Regions from separate parts of the Mus musculus genome. Here regions 2 and 3 are each linked to region 1. Evidence: chromatin contacts called from public Hi-C and promoter capture Hi-C data. All regions are on one chromosome and are shown on one strand. The core of a region is the stretch at or near the end of the contact, and the rest is flanking DNA. Distances in the headings are between cores, read along the strand shown.

Evidence for each region. Promoter capture Hi-C pulls out the DNA fragments that hold promoters and counts their contacts. A called contact is a pair of places that touch in the nucleus more often than the background predicts.
Region 2: a contact with region 1 is called in a promoter capture Hi-C map of hippocampal neurons, with 3 times the contacts expected there. The contact joins the enhancer-like site here to the promoter of Smyd3 in region 1. A contact is called at or near these places in 5 of 39 promoter capture datasets (3T3-L1-derived adipocytes, HPC-7-derived erythroid cells, hippocampal neurons and 2 more), 1 of 15 datasets of contacts at CTCF or cohesin (large pre-B cells), 2 of 115 datasets of contacts at active chromatin or transcription factors (stem cell-derived neural progenitor cells and trophoblast stem cells) and 1 of 9 other capture datasets (liver).
Region 3: a Hi-C map of bone marrow-derived macrophages shows a contact between it and region 1, with 9 read pairs. The contact joins the enhancer-like site here to the promoter of Smyd3 in region 1. A contact is called at or near these places in 2 of 39 promoter capture datasets (the 3T3-L1 cell line and hippocampal neurons) and 1 of 484 Hi-C or Micro-C datasets (bone marrow-derived macrophages).

Annotation. Positions count from the first base shown.
Region 1 is chr1:179,516,074-179,520,075 of GRCm38.p6, reverse strand. It overlaps Smyd3 (SET and MYND domain containing 3), which reads left to right and starts at 2,035. Exons shown (of 12, transcript NM_027188.4): 1 at 2,035-2,288. The coding sequence starts at 2,125.
Region 2 is chr1:178,452,269-178,456,270 of GRCm38.p6, reverse strand. Efcab2 (EF-hand calcium binding domain 2) reads right to left here. Exons shown (of 7, transcript NM_026626.3): 3 at 383-455. Among named protein-coding and RNA genes, the nearest start is that of Efcab2, 48 kb to the right of the region's middle. Within about 2 kb of position 1,925, at least 14 of the 459 cell types and tissues checked have an H3K27ac peak or open chromatin away from gene starts, as enhancers often do. A contact at or near this core is called in hippocampal neurons, where this site is marked.
Region 3 is chr1:178,490,736-178,494,737 of GRCm38.p6, reverse strand. No RefSeq gene overlaps it. Among named protein-coding and RNA genes, the nearest start is that of Gm31289, 11 kb to the left of the region's middle. Within about 2 kb of position 2,062, at least 46 of the 459 cell types and tissues checked have an H3K27ac peak or open chromatin away from gene starts, as enhancers often do. A contact at or near this core is called in bone marrow-derived macrophages, where this site is marked.

The DNA.
Region 1 (4,002 bases), core at 786-3,285:
AAGGCTAAGGTAGACTCCTGAAGGAACGCTTTGCTGACGTCAGTCTGGGTCCCTCCTACTGACTCTTGAGTAGGCTGAGGCCTGACTGCCTCTACTAGATAGTGCCATTGCTGCTGATTCATATTTACCGTCCTGACTCTACCTAACTAGACTACTAATATATCCATAAAGTGCTTATGATTGAGCTGTCGATACTGATGCCTATAAACTAACCTACTGATTTCCTGACAACATAAATAAGATTTACTAAAAAAAGAAAAAAAAATCTAAACTGGCTCACTTCCGCTGTATCCTTTCTTTCCCATTACCTCAAGTAGGTGGTGGGCTTCAAGAGAGGTTAAAACATTTTAAAAACATCATTAAATATAGACTTTAAAAAAAAATTACAGGCAGTAGTGACGCACGCCTTTAATCCCAGCACTCGGGAGGCTGAGGCAGGTGGATTTCTGAGTTCAAGGCCAGCCTAGTCTACAAAGTGAGTTCCAGGACAGCCAGGGCTACACAGAGAAACCCTGTCTCGAAAAAAAAAAAAAAAAAAAACAAAACAAAACAAAAAAAAATTAAAGTTACAGGAAGGGGCAGGGGCAGAGGCAGAGAGGCAGGGGTGGGGCAAGGGGCAGGATTAGGGACAGGGTTGGTGGGTGGGGCAGAGAGGTAGAGGCAGGCAGATCTCCGAATTCCAAGCCAGCCTGCTTTACACAGAGATTTTTCAGGTCAGCCAGGGCGAAATTGTGAGGCATGGTCACAAACCAACAAAATATTTGGATTGAAGTAAGAAATCACTCATAGAAAAAGATGTTTTAAGCAGGATTTCTCTGTTACTGAGGCTAGTCTTCCACTTGTGTGTTTGCTGGGGTTCCCAGAAGGCACACAGACGTGTATACAGGAAAGGCAGAGGCAGGATGTCTATGAGTTCAAGGCCAGCCTGATCTACACAGAGAGTTCCAGGACAGCCAGAGATACACAATAGACGCTGTCTTTAAAAAGCTTTGTGTGGTCTGATATAGGTCTCATATAGCTGAGTCTGAGCATCAGAACTGGTTGATCATGCTGACCCTCCTAGGCAGTCTTGTGCCTACTCCTTTGCTTGTTCATTGTATACCCATAATCCTTTGCTTGTATATCCATAATCCAAGAACTCAGGAGGAAGAGAATAAAGGGTTTCTGAGTTCAAGACCTGACTGCAACATTATTTCAAAGGGTTCAACAAACATAACTCTAAAACGGTTTATAAAAAAATATAGGCATATAGATAGATATACAGAAGGTGTGATCCAAAACTGCAGATGCTGGGCTGGAGAGATGGCTCAGTGGTTAAGAGCACTGACTGCTCTTCTGAAGGTCCTGAGTTCAAATCCCAGAAACCACATGATTGCTCACCACAGATCTGTAATGAGATCTGATGCCCTTTCTGGTGAGTCTGAAGACAGCTATAGTGCACTTACATATAACAGTAAATAAATCTTAAAAAAAAACCCTGCAGATGTTAAGAATTTTTCGATCTAGATGCTGAATATACAGATAACCACTGCCCTTTTTTTTTTTTTTTTTTTTTTTTTGATACAGGGCTTCTCTGTTGTATAGCCTTGGCTGTCCTGAAACTCACTCTATAAACCACGCTGGCTTTAAACTCAGAGGTCTTCCTGCCTCTGCCTCCCCAGTGCAGAGGTTAAAGGTGTGTGCCACCACTCATGGGCTCTTACCATTTTTTTTTTCACTATGCATTAAAATTTGCATAATAAGCTGGGCGTGGTGGAGCACACCTTGAATTCCAGAACTGAGGAGGCTGAGGCGGGCAGAATCCTGTGAGTTCGAGGTCTAAATAGAGAGGTTCCTTGGTCTATCAAGAGAGCTCCAGATCAGTCTTTGCTACACATAGTGAGACTCCGTCTCAAAAAGAAAAAGAAAAAGAAAAAGAAAAAAAAAAGCGCGGAATAAAATACAGGAGGAAATACACCACCCCATCCCGAGCTGTAGTAGGTCCTCCTGCGCATGCTCACAGGACCTGCGCGCTCGTCTCCGCCCCCTGGTGTACGCAAGCGCAGGACGCAGGCGCGCAGTCAGAAAACACGAGACTCAAGCTGAGGGACGCAGTTCGGATCTGAGGTGTGGATCTGAGGAAGGATGGAGGCACTGAAGGTGGAAAAGTTCACGACTGCCAACCGGGGAAACGGGCTGCGTGCTGTGGCTCCACTGCGCCCCGGGGAGCTGCTCTTCCGCTCCGACCCCTTGGCTTACACTGTGTGCAAGGGGAGTCGTGGCGTAGTCTGTGATCGCTGCCTACTGGGGTACGTACGGAACCTGAGCCCGGGGCGCGTGGCTCTGCGGGTGGGGGTGGGCCTCGAGGGCACAGCTCTGTGGGGTGTCTGCAGCACCCTAGGCTGCGGTGGGAATTGGGGGAGGCAGTGGTGCAGATGAAGGGGAAGCGTCGGGCAGATAATTTTGCTGGGGAACAAAAATATTCAAAGCCTGTGCAACGAGCTTCATTGGTTGTGGAAATCAGAAGTGGCAGGGGGGTGTGAGTCTGGGAAGGAGTAGGGGTGTGTACGTCAGGATCAGAACTGAGGCCCCACCTGACCTGTCTTGCGGGAGGAGCGAGAAGCCTGGTGTTTATGTTGTACTTTGCTGGTCTGGATTTTACGTGGCTTGGGTTTAGGAAGATGAATGAGACATCCCTAAGGACTGGAGCAAATGAGAATTAACCGTGTAACAAAAGAGCAAAATAAGAGATGCAAACAGTCTACTCTAGGAGCGTAGGACTCGCGGTGTGCTTTGCCCTCTAGAGATTGTGCGGACAAATGTAACTCACCACCTCTGTGTAGATGCAACAGTTTATGTGACAGTGTTTCGAAGTCTGGAAGCACGGTGTCAGCGGAGGGTGCTTTACTGTTTATAGAGTTGTGTAACATATACACTTCCGTCCGCACACATCGGGTTCCCACCATGCACTGGGATAAGGACTCTGAGGTAGGTAGGTTCCAGACCCATCCCTCTGTGTTTGGGGTGGGTAGAGGTGGGGAGTCTAGCTTTACTATACATTCCAGGATACTCCCCTCGCTCCCCTCTCCTCCCTCCTCAGTCCCCGCCCCCTCAGACAGGGTTTCTCTGTAGCTGCTCTGTAGACTAGGCTGGCCTTCTCTGCGTCCCAAAGTCTTGCTGTTACCAACGCCCGGCTTCCACAATATTCTTGTTTAGTTTATAACTGAAGACTTCGCTTTGCATTTTAAAGTTAGCAAATAATAATGTTATCTGTTATCTTCTCAAGTGGTGATCGAAATGACATGCACACACCTGCACGCGATTTGTTGCTGAAAGAGCAGCGGGAAGTTTGTGGGGTTAAAGCAATTCACTCCCTTCACAACTCGGCCTCGAATGCCACGAACCCCCTTCTCACAGACTAATTGGAGAAAGCAGGACTCTTCCTTCATTGTGTTACATACTTTGTAGGCTATTTAGAGTGTAGATGTACCTCACCCCATGGCAGAGAGCTTACTGCTTAAGTCCTAAAGCATTAAGTGGTAAAGATGATGTAAGCCTCCTTGCAGACATAGTTTGAAGGCTGTGTTGCTCAGTGGGTAGAGCAGGTGCATTTAATCATAAACAATGACAAATTAGTAATGGAATGATCAGAGATTGTCTTTTGAACCCAGGTGCTCTGGAAGGGCAGCCAGTGCTCTTAACCACTGAACCATCTCTTCAACCTGAGATGTTCTTTTTTGTTTGTTTGTTTTTGTTTTTCGAGACAGAAATCTGCCTGCCTCTGCCTCCTGAGTGCTGGGATTAAAGGCATGCACCACCACACCTGGCTGAGATGTTCTTTTTAAAAATTTTGCTATATATATATATATATATATATATATATATATATATATATTTTATGAAGTACTGGAGTTCTGTACAAATATTGTCTTGGAGCTGATTTTGAGTCATACGTTAGAAAGAATCTCCCATTTTCCAGAATAAAGTACACAATGAGCCTGACTTTTATCATTTTTCTTTCGA
Region 2 (4,002 bases), core at 676-3,175, 1.1 Mb after region 1:
AATAAAAACTAGAGTCTCTCTGTATACCCTTGAACCAACATTATTATTAAATACACCTGTTACTGGTCTTTCTCCACGTGATCAGACTTCTTTGTCTTCACTGGCTTATTTTCAACTAATTTAAAAACTATCAATAGTTGCCTTCACAACTTGATCAAAATGCTTACGGGTTCCATTGGTTGACTTATGTGCACAGGTATTCTAACACTCTCAAACAACACCCTCAGTAAGTTAGGGCAGTTTCAGTTTGAGGTAAGGGTTTTTGGGTTAGTTGTTGGTTGGTTGGTTGGTTGGTTGGTTGGTTGGTTGGTTGGTTGGTTGGTTGGTTTGTATTACAAGTTCTAGAGTCAGCTCAGTGACACTTTCTCAACCATGTACCTACCTCTGCAATGAAATCATGCAGCTCTCCTTCAGTCGGGCAGCATCCTAATGACCTGATAATTGTCCCAATCTCTCTAGAAAAAAAAAAGTTGTGAAAAGTTTTAGAATATAAATTCTGGAGAGGCAACTGTAGTATAAATTATCAAATAATTGTTGAAATTATTTCAGATTACAGGTAACATAGCAAAGCACCTCACTTAAGTACTGGCTCACAAATACATGAGAAACTTCCTGGGAAAAGAAAAGGTTGCAAGAAGCAAAGCAGCCCAAGGTTTTCAATAACTAGCAAATCAAGCCCTGACTAGTTCAAAATCTCAAAGCTCCAGAAAAGGAATAAGGACAAAATGAGGGGAGGAAGAAACAATGTCTGCCACTTGATGGCTGGTTTTAACTGTTGTTTAACTCTGATAGAGAAAGAAAGAGAATATAGGTTAACCATTTAGTACATTAATACACTCCAGCACAATCTAACTGTAGCCTTGCACTGTGGTAGCTTGGGGGCTACAGGAGGAAGAAGAGACAGGCTGGGTTAAATTTTCCTTCACTCTGCTTATACTCCTACTTGTTTCAGTTGAATTCTGTTCTCTTATCTTGCAAAAGCAAATGCTTACAAAGCTATCTGTAGAAAGTTGACTATGTTTGCTAACGAAAGAATGTCCCAATGGCTACCCACATCTGCTTTTGTAAACACACTTAAACTACAATAGAAACATCCTTTTGGTGTTCATGAGACCCAGAGACCACCCTCACAAGGTCTGTGCAGACAGGAATCTTCACATTGTTACTCAAACTATAAAACCTGTAAGAAACTGTGGGATGGAATCAGACTTTGCAAAACACTAGCTTTGGTCTATGTCCACTGCACTAGAAAGTTTGGAAGTTCTGAATAGAAAGATCTACAACAGTGTTCTGTCATAGGAAAGTGAAAATGGGCCTGGATACGATCTATTACTCCTTGAAGACAGAAAAGTATATGAAAAGGATAGAGCCCCTTTTTCTTCCTCTGGAGACATCAATGAAGGCAGCAATGTGAACTACTGCCTCTACTATGCTAAGAGCCAAGTTTGTAACTCATTGGTTGAGCACTGGGCTTGTGTCTTGGGAAGCATAAGTGTCTGTCTCTCTGAAGATGAGTAGCATGCCCAGCTAAATGCCCAGCTAAATGGCAGACAGACACATGGCCAGAGAGAGTAGCTCACTAAGAGTTACCTTTAGCGACATTGCAATGAAGGCAATGCAGAGGGTGGCTGATAGGAAGAGAGAAGGGGAAATGAGGAAGGGACAAGAAGGTGGTATTTAAACGCCAGGCTTTCTAAATGTTTCTGTAGATAGTAATGAAGTGAGATGAATCTATTTCAAGAGCTCTCCATGTGTGAGGCCCTTAGTTCAAATCTGAACACCAGCAGGGATGGAAAGTACCCAAGTCCATGTGGTGGGAAGAAAGGGCAATCACAGTAGATGCCCTGGTGACTCAGAGCTTCCCTTGTTTCCCAGGCTGGATACACAGAGCCTAAGCAATCCTCCATGCTACTCTCACACAAAGCACTGGTGAGAGAGGAGTGATGGGAGCCAGGAGCCTGGGAACACAGCAGAAGGGGCCAGGTGGGCACCGCAGAGCTCCAGATGGCTTCTAGACGGGCTGAGATGCTGGCCGTAGTGAGGAAATCAGGCTGCTGATGCTACAGCCCCAGGAACAGTGATGCTCCTGGGGATGAGAAACAGAGAAAAGAAAACTCAGGCAAGAAAAGGGTCAGGTCTTTGCACTGAAAGAGAAGGAGGCTTAGGAAGAAAGAAAATTGAAAGGGAGATGTAGGAAAAGGCCAAAAGAGATGAAAACACCAGATGTAGCAGCACACACTTGCAATCCAAAGCATTTGGGAAATGTAGGCAAGAGAATCAGCAGCTCAAACCCTCTCCTACACAGCAAGTTCAAAGCCAGCCTAGGCTACATGAGACCCCCATCTGAAAGCAAACAAAAAAGAGATGAAAATGTAATTTCAAGAAACACAAAACAGAAGTGTCAACAACGAGGACAGAGTTCAGAAAAACCAGCAAATGAAACAAAATTCTGAGATAAAAAAGCATCGTGGGAGGGTCATCTAAGGAAGGGAAATGGAATATAATGCTATAAGTGAATAAAGGTGGAATTACAAGGATTACATGGGGTGGGGGAAGGGAGGACAGCATAGAGGAGGGAATATGGGGGTGAACAACTAACATTATAAATACCTTTAGAAAAGCTATTTGAAAATCTACTACTGTAGAAACTTCCTAAAATATATACATGTATAAAAGGAATTTAAATAGAGTCACTATATTATGGGGGAGACAATACCACAAGTAGATATTATTTGTTGCCAAATAAAATTTTCAGTATCAAGAATGGGTTACATCTTTCTGAGTCACTAGCCAAAGGGGTCCCACAGGCTCCCCAAACACCACAGGCTATTTCCAACTTGATGGTAAGATGTTATTGCTGAAGACACCACACACTTCTACCATAGAAAGTGGAGAAATCTAAGTGGTACTCAACTAGAAGATTCACCCTATTGGCTAGTGTTCATAGTGTTAGAAGATTCTAAGCACAGCACCAGAAATCTCATCAAGCTCAATCTCACCCGGCTACAAACCCTGTGAGCTTTAGTGATGACCTGCCTTCAAGATGTGCTTGCTCATTCAATAGTGGCATGAATGTTATGGAATTAACCAATCACTTTTTGGGGGGGGGGGCTTAAGGCCCACTCAAGTCATGGACCCTCTGGAAAACCTACCTCTATTATTTTGCTAAATGAGCATATTCAGGAATAAAATGATTCCTAATGATATATTGGTATGCCCTATGTCTTAGTTAGGATTCTATTGCTGTGAAGAGATGCCATGACCACAGCAACTCTTATAAAGGAAAACATTTAATTGGAGCTGGCTTACACTTTTAGAGGTTTAGTTCATTATCATCATGGTGGGAAGCATGGCAGCATGCAGGCAGACATGGTGCTGGAGAGGTAGTTGAGAGTTCTATATCTCGATTAGCAGGTAGCAGGAAGAGAAAATGCCACTGGACCTGTCTTGGGACACACTTCCTCCAACTAGGCCACACCTACTCCAACAAGGCCACACCTCCCAATAGTGCCACTCCTTATGAGTGTATGGAATCATTTTCATTCAAACCACTATGCCATAGACCAGTGAATTATTCTCAACCTTCAGTAGAGAAGCTTCCTGCAGGAGATGGTCATTAATGCAAAGACAGACAGCAAGACAACATGCAGAGAGGGAGAGGACTTGGAGGACTCAGTCCTAAATGGGCTCTTTGTTTCACCCGTCTGTAGAGGGTCAGGGATCCATGTGGAAAGGGGTGGGGTGGGGCTAAAGAGTAAGAGGTGGTGAATGATTTCTTTAAAATAGCATTTTCCAGACACAAGAGTCAATGTGCACATAGGAACTCACAGAAACTTTGTCAACATTTCCAAGACTTAGACAGCTCAAACCTGACAAAACTCCCAATACAAAAGAGGGAGAGTGAGCACAAGGTGCCACTCCTAGCAAAGAAGCCATTCAAAATGATGGCTTTGGATGAGGGGAATCAGTTTTCTCCAGTGAAATATTCTGATATACCCAGTA
Region 3 (4,002 bases), core at 813-3,312, 1.0 Mb after region 1:
GATCCTTGAAGTTGATTTATTTAAAAAAAAAAAAAGAAAGAAAGAAAGAATTGATCAAATCCCAAGATATAAGGGTTGGTCTACAGAAACACAGGGAATAGCTGGGCATCTTAATGCCACAAAAGCCTAACCAGATAATTCCAGAAATGGAGAGAATTCTTCTACATGAAAGACTAGAGTAACTTTAATTTTTTAATTTTTCCAAACCTTTTTTTTGTTTTGTTTTGTTTTGTTTTGTTTTGTTTGTTTTGTTCGAGATAGGGTTTCTCTGTGTATCCCTGGCTGTCCTGGAACTCACTCTGTAGACCAGGCTGGCCTCAAACTCAGAAGTTCGCCTGCCTCTGCCTCCCAAGTGCTGGGACCACCACTGCCAAACCTTATTTTTAATGACGGTTCTTAAAAGCTTTAACCTTCCTTGTAGCCCACCACCCACCAGAGGTAGTGGGAAAGAAATACATGGGAAGTGGACCTGTTTAGGAAGGTTCTTTGGAGCAACTCCTGTCTGTGTTGTCTGGAAATCAGCAGTTCAGTTTACAAGTTAGCAGGCAGTGAGTGGCAGTTCCATCTACTCACAAACACTTTACAGATACACCAGCAGTTAGTCCAGTTTGGTAGAGTTGGGTTGCTAACAGCGGTGGCACGACCTAGCAGAGACCACCAGGCCTCAGCCTCTGCTGGAGTCAGCAGGAGGGACCAGCAAGAACACCAGGAGACATTCTTGGCTGTGCCTCTCTCAGGGAAGTGAAGATCAGCAGACTTGAGACCCACAAGCATTGCACAGCTAGCTGTACCAGCAAGCCAAGCTCTGTCTCCATTGCTCCGTGGAGTCCTATTTATACCCTCCAAACATCACATGTCCTCCACGTGCCTTGACTCAGCCCTGGTCTTGCCTCAGCATGTGCATCGAATCAGCCTGAGTCCATCCCGACAAATGGAGCTCAACTACACACTGTAATGGCGGACCAATACATGTGTGTTGTTAGCAAAGAATCCTTCATCACATGTCCTTTCACGTGTTTGCATTAGCAGAACATCCTATCTCCTGTGTCTGCTTCAGCAAAACGTTCCTTCACGAGTCTGCCTTAGCCTTTCACACCTGTGACTACTTTAACACAATGTTCCTTCACGTGTTTGCCTTGGCAAAACACCATCCAACCAACTTTCCAAAGATACCTTAAGTTTCTGCTTCAGAGTAGGAGAGAAACAGTACAGCAAAAGAGAGGGAAGTGTCCAGGAGTGACAATGGCTGACCTTGGTTGGATCCTGATTGGAATAAAGCAACAGAAAGAGCACACTGTGAAGTCAGGGGTGGGCACTGGAACAGTGTATCTCAGGGGACACTGAAGAATTCTTCTACGTCTGACAGCTTCTAGTCAGCTAGAGAAAGGGAAAGAGCTCCCTATATAGCCAAGACGTCTCTCAGTTCTTACAGACAAAAATGAAGTAATGTCTAGAATTTGTTTTCAAAATAATCTGCAATGTGAGGCTAGAGGTGAAGAGAGACTAGATGAAGGGTGCTTAGCCATATATGCATGGGCTGATGTAGGCGTTCATGTCCTCTCACTTATTCTTCTTGGATTGAAGCTTAGCAAAAAGCCTTGTTTTCATCACCTAGTGATCACTGCCCTGCAGAGATATTTCCATAGTAACATAAGCATGTTTATACTCTACCCATAGGCTTTCCACCTTCAACCCCACCTTACCATCAGGGAAGCATCCATTGTCCAGAAAAGAAACTTTGAGCCAGCTGGGCACTGTCCAGTTGTGTGTTCAGTCTAGATTCTTCTGCCTCTTTTTGCTCTGCTCTGAGTCCACCCTCCATGCTTCCCCCATCTAGAGCAAGAATTTGCCTTCTTCTACAATTACCTTGTTTTAACTTAAAGCATTAGTATGCCCTAGGATCCAGACTCCTCACTGTGCCTGCCCACCTAACTGCAGAGCACGTAGGGTCCTCTCTCTAGCACAGATGACTTGAAGCCAACAAGCCTTGCCCTCGGACTATTGGCCTGCTGCTTCCCTTCTGTGGAGACTAATCTGGTTAGTCAGCCATGAGTCATGTAAACTTTGCCTTCCCTGCTTCCTGTTTAGCTGTTTTTCCAGAACTGCAACTTCCTGGAGGAAAGAGAGAGGCTCCTAAGACCAGGAAGTCAAAAACCTCACAACTGGAAACAAACAAACAAAATCCTGGAAACTTATAGGATTCATAAGGTTCCTTCCCCAATGTTATACAAACTGTAAACAAACTGAATTTGCTCAGGTCTCCCCAGAAAAAGTCACCTACCTCACTGTTTTTGTTTTGAAGACCCTACTGGGTTTTCTTCCTTAGTTTTGTGGTTTTGTTGTTGCTGCTTGCCCAACAAATGGGGATTTAAAACAAAATGATAAACCCTCCTACCACTGGGATTGAGTCATTGATTCCACTGCTTAGAACAAGATTAGAAGGTAATCCTGCCCCCACAGAAAGTTACCCTTATGTTGGATCAAGCCGTTAGGCAGCTGCTCCTGTTGGACAGACAGTGGAATATAATGTCCTCAACTGCATATGCCGTGCGGGTGCCACCAGCAAAACCCAGGCTGTGAGAACACAGGCATGTCTTGGACTCTTCAAAACACTCCAAAGGAGAAAAGGTAGTAGGAAATGAGAACTATGCATTAATGGCAGCTTTAAAAAAGTTAATCCAACATAATAGTGCCTTTTACTTCGTGTGTGTTCTTTACATTAGTGGGGAAAACGATTACTTCAACACTAGCTGGTAGCTGATAACAACTACCAAGAGTGACCACAGTGTTGTGGTCACCATGGCTTAATTGTGAAATGTTCTCCGTAGGCTCATGTGTGGGAACACTTGGTTCCCTTCTGGTGGCTTTCTTTGGAAGGGACCTTCAGGAAAGGTACGTTGCTGAGAGATGTAGGTTGCTGGACACTGGGCCTAATGGATTGGCGACCACCCCATTTCTACCTCAGTCTGCCTGCTTCCTGATGTGCTGAGATGCAGGCAGGCTACGCCACATTTGCGTGCCTTTGCAGCCATGATGCACTGTCACCTTAAACAACGGCCACAATGAGTCTTAGCTCCCTTAAGTTACTTCTTGTCAAGTATGTTATCAATGAGAAGAGGAACTGAGAGCAGTGGTTATTTTTAAAGATTTATTATATTTTAGATGTGCTGCATTTTTAAAATATACCTATTGAAAAAATTATGGGCAGAATCAAATAGTCTTATATTTGTTTTAAAATAATGAAGGGGTGACATTATTAAAATGCAGACTGGGTTGGCCTTGAGCTAATAGCCATTGGAAAGGTGAAGATATGTGAGGGCCCACCACACTGTTGTTTACCAATTCAGCATAATAAAACAGTTTATAAAATCCTATACACTTTAGCTTTAAAGGGGGAAATCTTCTCTGACAGAATAATTTAGTTATTTTTAGTGCTCTATTTTTACTTCTGTTAGGGAGGAAGAGTAATTCTCCTCTCCTTTGCCTCTCCTCACTGACCATTCTTGAAGGTAAACTGTGTTTTGAATCTTGAAGAACCAAGTCTTCTCAGGCAAACATGGAAGAAAGAGCAATTTTCAACAGCCTTTGTTCCTACTGACAGAAGCTGTGTGTCTGAGGAGAGCATGTGGAGTCCCTGCACTGGAGACAGGAAGACCTTGGAAGAAGACTTGTGCTTTCATCTCAGAGGGACTCCCACTCCAACCTAGGGCCCATAAGAAAGCCAGAAGTCGAGGACAGGCTGCAAGATAAGCTGTTGGGAGAGTGGAGCCTTCCTTAACGTGGACTGGCTGCCACACCTGTCTCAACTGTGCTGTCACCGTAGTCTAAGAACCGTAACTGCAGTACTTTCTCATCCAGGGGAACTCACTTTGTCTGAGGACATCAGGACTGCTGAAAAGGAAGAGTGGGCGATGGAGGACTGGGTAGGCCTGGGGGTATGGTCTAGTGAACCCCAGGTCTGTGAGCTCACTGTGTATCTCTTGTACTGAGCTTTCCTCTGTC